Regions from separate parts of the Gossypium hirsutum genome. Here region 2 is linked to region 1. A link is a contact called in public Hi-C data. All regions are on one chromosome and are shown on one strand. The core of a region is the stretch at or near the end of the contact, and the rest is flanking DNA. Distances in the headings are between cores, read along the strand shown.

Evidence for each region. Hi-C and Micro-C count contacts between places; a contact is called where the count stands out from the background.
Region 2: a Hi-C map of leaf shows a contact between it and region 1, with 2.1 times the contacts expected there. The contact joins the promoter of LOC107901259 here to the promoter of LOC121218471 in region 1. A contact is called at or near these places in 3 of 34 Hi-C or Micro-C datasets (callus and leaf).

What each region holds. Positions count from the first base shown.
Region 1 is chrD06:11,265,769-11,269,449 of Gossypium_hirsutum_v2.1, reverse strand. LOC121218471 (protein tesmin/TSO1-like CXC 5) reads left to right here and starts at 2,068. Exons shown (of 8, transcript XM_041095661.1): 1 at 2,068-2,814; 2 at 3,151-3,255. The coding sequence starts at 2,507.
Region 2 is chrD06:11,494,767-11,498,447 of Gossypium_hirsutum_v2.1, reverse strand. LOC107901259 (transmembrane protein 234 homolog) reads left to right here and starts at 2,046. Exons shown (of 2, transcript XM_016827188.2): 1 at 2,046-2,134; 2 at 2,230-2,934. The coding sequence starts at 2,125. The coding sequence ends at 2,645. It overlaps LOC107901260, which reads right to left and starts at 1,577. Exons shown (of 6, transcript XR_005914682.1): 1 at 965-1,577; 2 at 783-871; 3 at 318-444.

The DNA.
Region 1 (3,681 bases), core at 819-3,318:
ATAAACCGAACCTAATTCGTCTAAGTCAGTAAAATTGAGACCGAAAGATAAAATGAATCCATTTGGTAATTTACGCGATTTATGTCCCTAGTATGAGATTTGGTGAACAACATCGAAATAAACCAACCCCCATTAGTTATTTGTTGGATAGTCCCTCTATTTTTACATTTATTTCAATTTAGTCCTTAGAGTAGAATATTAAATTTTCTTGCAAACTCATCTTTTTATGAACTGTCGTACTATAAAATCGTATTAGTAGTCACTTAGACTCTATCGTGTATGCTAGTTATTGCTCAATTGCCTCTTCCTTTGGGTTTGATCCATTGGAATACTTCGTGTTCCATTGGAACTATAAATATTACAATTGACACTGTACGCTTGTAATAAAATCAGGCTTTAAAAGTAGTTTCATAAATTCAGTGTTTTAATGTGTACGTGTGTAGTCGGTCAGAAGCTATGCAAGAGAGAGGTTGCTTTATGAGGTCCTCTTTGGGATATTGTAGGGTGGTAGGAGATAATGGGGCGTTGGGAATTGAAGAGGAAGCCACAGTGACTAGATTAGCTGAGGGAGAGTTGAGGATGTTAAAGAGTTGGGTCAAGGCTTCCTTGGTAGATATGGTTGGGCGAGTTGACATCTTGGTTTGGGTTAAGGGAAGTTTAGTGTTGGCAGCATCATTGCCATTCATTAGAGTGGAGGGGTTGGTGGAGTTGTTGGTAGCATCATTCTGATTCTGAGATATTTTTGTCTACGTTCCTCGCACCAATTGTTGATACCAGATACAACAATAGAGGAGGATAATGAGGAGCAAAGAGGAGATCACGATGGTGCAAAGGAATTCGATTCACCTAAAGAGGCCCAGAGCCAAAATAGAGACAATATGATAGGTTGATTGAGAATATGCTTGGACAAAGTAACTTTATTGTATCTAGGGTTCGATCATTTCTCCATCTTTCTTAACAATATTTATATGATAGGTCCTCTTATCTATTGGTATGACATGGCGGGAGATACATTTAGCCTTGCAAAATGTAGAAAGAATAATCATGTCCGTATATCATGCGACTTTATCAATACGAAGTATTTATGCCTAAATAGACTCCTTAATGTTTTGGAAGTATGTTCACACTAGGGCAGTGTTTTCACTTAAACCTGGGTGGATGGCTTCCTTGAGATAGAACAAATGGTCATACTCAGAGGTACTAAGGTCAAGGTGGTTTGTTGGGATGCTATTTTAGAAGGAATCAACACAAAGGTCAACGATGGGTTTGATGTTGACACATGTTTGAGTGACAGAAGGATATAACATAAATATTTACATGTTTTAAGTAACATTTTCGTATTTTAAGTAATTTTTTCATATATTACGAAGTATTTCTTTAAAGTTTTAAATAGTTTTTTCATGTTTTAATATTTAGTTAATTTTCAATAAGCTTTTCATATTTTAAGTAATATTTTCATGTATTTCAAATTACTTATGAATTTGTTAGAGGTTTCTCATGTTTTAAATAATCATTAGATGTTCAGTAATTTTGTATGTTTTAGGAATAACAGAAGCATTTTCATATTTTAAATAATATTTTGATGTATTACAAATTACTTAATTTTTTATATTTTAAATAATCATTCTATATTTAATTATTGAGAAACATTTGATGTTTTAAATAAATTTGTATATACTATGAATTATTTAGAGTTTTGTGTAATTATTTCATTTTTTTTTAGAATTAAATATTTGGCATTAGCTGTTATTACTATTATTGTTTCAATAGCTCAAATTAATTATTATTTTTTATCCAAAGGGTGATATTTGTAAGAGGTTAGGACAAGCTCATATTAGAGAGCTTGTTTTAGAATTTCCCCCAAATCTCACATTATATCCCCCCGTCACACCCTTTTTAACCCAGGTGCGGAAAACTTTGCGTTTTAATAAGATCCAACGCTCATCAACTCACCACACTCACTCCTATGAATTTGACCCATCAGATTAATTCTTTCAACGTGAACTGTCGGATCCAAAACCCAAAGGCGAATCTCACCGTTCAATAAACACCAAAAAGGAAAATTGAAATTTCAAAACTTAGCAAGAGAGAGGGAGGAGAACCGAAGGGGAGGAAGAGGAGGAAGAAGAACACCAACAAAAGTTAAAAATAAGAGGTGCTTCAACTTTTGTTTCTCTTTTCCTTCTTTGTTTTACAATATCAATGCTTAAAAAACTCTAGCTTTTCTCTTTCTCTCTCTATGCATCGATCGGAATCAAAATCCTCTTGGTTTTTTGGAACTTCTTGGTGGAAATCTCGAGCTTGGTGGAATCGAAGTGCTTTTTCTTGGAATTTTAGGTTTTGGAGATTGTAGATTGGAATTTGGATCTTAAAGTGGTTCAATTCGAGTTTATTTAAGGCAATTTGTGAGATTATTTGGTGGATTTTCAGCTGTGGATATTGGAAAAAGATTGGAATTTGAATAATTTTTTATTTTATTTTTGAATTTTGTGGGAGCTGGAATTGGATGGGGGAAAGAGAAGGAGGTGAGTTCCCGCCAAAAAAGGTGCAATCGGATACGGCAGGTCTTCCGGCCAAGAAGCTTGCGAGGCAGCTGGATTTCACGGCCGGTTTTGGCGGGGGTTCTTCTGGTGGTGTAGTTCTGCCGGAACACCCGCAGTCCACACAAGAGATGGCTGTGGCTTCGTCTTCGGCTGTGGCGGCTGCAGTTACTCAGCAACAGCAGCAGCAACAGATAAAGCCGCAGATGGTGGCGACCTCCCCTGTAGCCGCTGCGCAACCTCCTCCTTTTACTACAGCATCGTCGAGGGTTATGTGAGTTTTTGCAATCAAAATTTGTGATTTTTTTTTCTTTTAGTCTGTTATATTCTTTTGGTGTTTGCTTTGTGGATTAATTCTTTTAATAAAATTAACTCTCTTTTTACTTCTTTTCCTTTTTGGAGATAAGTATAATAAGGACGTCTCGTAACGATTTCCCCTCACGTTTTATTTTTACATGCTTCAAAATTAGCTCTTTAGTTTCAGTTATCTTTTGAATCGAACTCTGGTAAATTTTCTTGGGTTTTTGTATGTCATTGTTTTAAGAAATTAGTGGAAGTTAGTTAGCTTTACTCGAACTTTATTCTTTATCATATTTCTTTCTTGCTTCAGAAAACCCGAATCTCCAAAAGTAAAACCAAGACCTACTGAACTAAAAGATGGTACTCCAAAGAAGCAGAAGCAGTGCAACTGTAAACATTCTCGGTGTCTGAAATTGTAAGTACATTGACTAATATACTCTTTGGGTGTGTATGATCTCTTCCATGATTTAGTGATGCTTTGTGTGGAATTCTATGCAGCTAGAGGAGCTTTAGTTGGTTAGAAATGATTAGGTTTGGACCTTATCTTGTGACCATAATCTTAAGAATGTTTTTGTGCCTATATTTTTGTGCTACTTTAAGAATGTCGCCTATCTGATTAGTCTCAAAGTTTTTTAATCATTTTTTTCTTCTTTCAATTCATTTACAGAATGAAATGTCAAATGAGTTTGGAGGCCATTATGAGAAAAAAATTTCTTGCAAAGTTGAGTTGGATAATAGACGGAAACATTGCCATAAATAGGGAAGTTTAGTATTTCCTATGTGGTGTAGTGTTGTTTCTATCTATTTTAATGGAAAGAACACTGCAACAGAAACTATCAAG
Region 2 (3,681 bases), core at 797-3,296, 230 kb before region 1:
CCATAGAGGGAAAAAAGAATAGGGGAAATTTCAGAACTTGATTGTAACTAAAAAGGATTCCAACATTTGTTATCCCCGTTACATATGAAGAATATAGAACATGGCATAGCTACATTTTCACTCTTTCCAAATTATACAATCAAACAATACATACACACACAGACATGCATCAAATTCTAACCGTATACAACTTGACAGTTTCACATCTCTGAATAGTTCATGAGTTTCAACCAAAGGATTACAGAAGTTGCAGTAAAAGACAGTGATTGTTTTTTTTATTGCTTCTAACTACATTATGGTCTCAAGAAAATGCAAACCTCAAATGGAGGGGAAAACAAGTGCAAGTGACCATAAATAGCTATGCATTTCAATGCTCAATTAGATAACCAACAATAAAAAGTCCATGTTTGACTGAAATTGAGAACCACTGCCATATAAGGATATCTGCACAATCAGGAAACAAATTGCCAAGATAATGAGAAATTTCTTAAGAGGGGCCATTCAAATATTTCTGTTTCAGTAATGAATGTTCACCATTTTAAATGCAGCAGTGGAATACCAGAATATTTTAAACATAAACTTGGGCTCACAAGTGAAACAACATCATAAGTTTAGGTTTTAGGTGGCTTCTTGCTTAGCGGGTGAAGCACCAAAAGAGGGATCAATGTGGATCACAATCTTTTAGAATTACTTTCTTCTAACCAGAAAAAAGGTCTTTCTACTGATAAATCACACAAAATCCTCAATATCACCAGCAACATTCTACATTAAGATCATCTTACCCACATTCCCAGTTGAATTCTCCTTCACAATACACACAAAAAGCTTCAAGAATTACTGCTAAAAGAGCAGTCAATATCTTGATTATCATCTGTTACGGAAGCATACAAATCTATTAAAAAAGGAAACCAACAACAAAATAAAAAATAAGTATTTCATTTTCTTCAAGCTAAAGAGAACTTACATATTGAACAATGCCGAACTTGACAACTTGGTAAAACCATCGACCAAGTTTCCATGGTTTTAGGAAATATTTCATAGGAAATGGGTGTTTAAAAAGGAGAACAATATTAACGCCGAAAAATGAAAAGCATTAGAAAATAAAAGGGAGAAGAACAACGCAAAATGAAATAAACATAATTTAGGTTGAAGATTCACCTACTCCCTCTAGTTGATTGAGAAGCATGATTCAGGAAGACGGCTGTATCTTCTTTACCAGTTCCCAGGGACACAACAGTAAAAACTTCACCAGTTTTGCCGGTGGAGAGGAACGGAAAACATGAGATGGAGGGTGCTTTCTGATCGGTGTTCTAAGTCCAATTGTGACGCCAAAGAGAGGTAAAAAAGAGAAGGAGAAGACGGCGAGGAGAGTGGAGAAGAAAGGTAGAAGGAAGAAACAAAAGACGGTGAATTTTGGGTAAGACAGAAGCGTGAATCGGACGGTAAAACAGGGACCAAAACTGAGCGCAAGGAAGGGATTAAAAATCGGTGGATTTTGAGGATTACATTAATGTAATAGACCGTATTAGGCCAATACACTCAACCAAACAATATCTTGAGTGGGGCCCACGATTAGGGGTGTAATGGCTATGCCAATACACCCAACCAAACATGGTGTTATGTTGATATTTTTTTTTCATTCTTTTATGCTGAAATTTTAATTAATTTCTTTTTGCAATTATTTCGTTGATTTTTAAAGTTTGCATTTGAATTAAAAAAGGATAAACTATTAAAATAGTTAATTTTGTTTACTTCAGGTTACATTTTAATAATTTATGTTTGAAATGTTACGTTTTAATCATTTACATTATTGTTTTATTATAAAATAGTCACTCTACCGTTAAGATCTGTTACCTTCTAAACGAACGTTCAATGTGACAGTTAAAAATGGCTTTAAATGACAACATTAGACTACCATTTAGGAGGTAATATATCTTAAAGGTAGAATAACTATTTCGTAACAAAATAATAATATGAATAACTAAAACAAAATTTTTCATACATAAATGACTAATTTGTAAATTGAGATAAATAAAAGTGATTATTTTGATAATTTACCTTAGCCTATTAAACACTAAAACACGTTACCAACATCGGACGCTCTCCAGCCAACAAACATTATCAATGTACAAAGGTACAACTTCAATGTGCAGTAGATACATGTTAAATTGCACAATTATATCCATGGCTTAACATTCTTTTTTTTCCTTCTGTTGCTTTCACTGTCAGAAACAATGATCGGAGACGTAGAGAAAATGTTGGCGGTAGGCCTGATCTGGGGCGCCACTAACGCCGCAATGCGCCGTGGCGCACTCCTTTGGGACCGATATCTCAAGTCCACTCCAAACTCAGGCGACCCACCTCGCAAATTCGACCAAAAGCTCCTCAATTCCTTATCCAATTGGCTAACCCTCCTTTTGTTTTGGCAATATTCGATCCCTTTCTTCATCAACCTCTCCGCCTCCGCCACCTTTTTCGCTATCTTAGGCCAGGCTCCGATTTCGCTCGCCGTCCCCGTCACCAACGCGACCACGTTTGCTGCCACCGCCGTTTTTGGAATCCTATTGGGTGAGGAGACCCGGATCGGTCATGCTCTGTTGGGTACGGGTTTTATTGTTTTGGGTGTTTCGCTTTGTATCACGTGATCTGCATGTGCTTTTCCTTTAGGCCTGTTCTGTTATTGCATTTGGTTGAACACTAAGAGTCATTATTTATTTTACCTTTCCTTTTTGAAGCAAAATCTAGAGCTCAAATATTCATTTGGATGCTAAAGCAAATGAGAATACTGAAAATTAAATTATAAATGTACATGGATACAATGTTGCTTTCATGTGCAATAATCCTATTGAGAATAGTTTTATTCAATCTTCTTTCCTGTGTAAAAATTATTGATGAATGGAATAGAACACAATGAACCGCACAAAATTTACTCAATCAAAATAGTAGGGAAAAAAGCAAACAGAATTTCTGGGATGCATCAAAATTATTGTTGGGTTTATGTAGTAGGAAAAGAAATGGAATTCAAGAACTTTTCAGTCCTTTTAGAATGTAGATGAGGGTCTCTTCATATTGATTGATTGCTGATGATGAGTTAGAACTGCTGTTTAAAACATTCAGGAGGAATCTGTCCATTGAATCTTTTAGTATCTTTGCAGTAGTCATAGATCATGAAGTTTTGTCTGACCCAATTCAATTGACCCATTTGGCTACTGCTCAACTGACTGAAACTAGGGGAAGTCCACCAGTTAGCTGGGGATTTGGTGGCACATTGATTGATACTCACTGGCCCATCCCACTTGCAAGCTCTTGCCCTGAACCTGCGGAATCGGGCAATGAAAGGTGAACTGTTCCAGTCAATCTTGACTAGCCCACCTCTTGTTGCCCAATTGTCCGCATTCCATAAACTGGGAAAGGCAATGCCGTCCTATTTGTAGATATTTGTAGATGATATTTGCAGATATTTCGATTAGATATTTATAGATTCGGACATAATACAAATTTAGAGTGGATATATTTATTATTTGAATCTGTTTTATTTTTTAAAATTTCTATTTGGAGAATACTTTTATACAACTTTAGTAAATTTTTATTAGTGCACATAATAAAATAATTCAAATTTTGTAGCAAATTTACGAATTTAGATTCGGGTTTTACAAAAATTATAGATATCATACTCTTTGT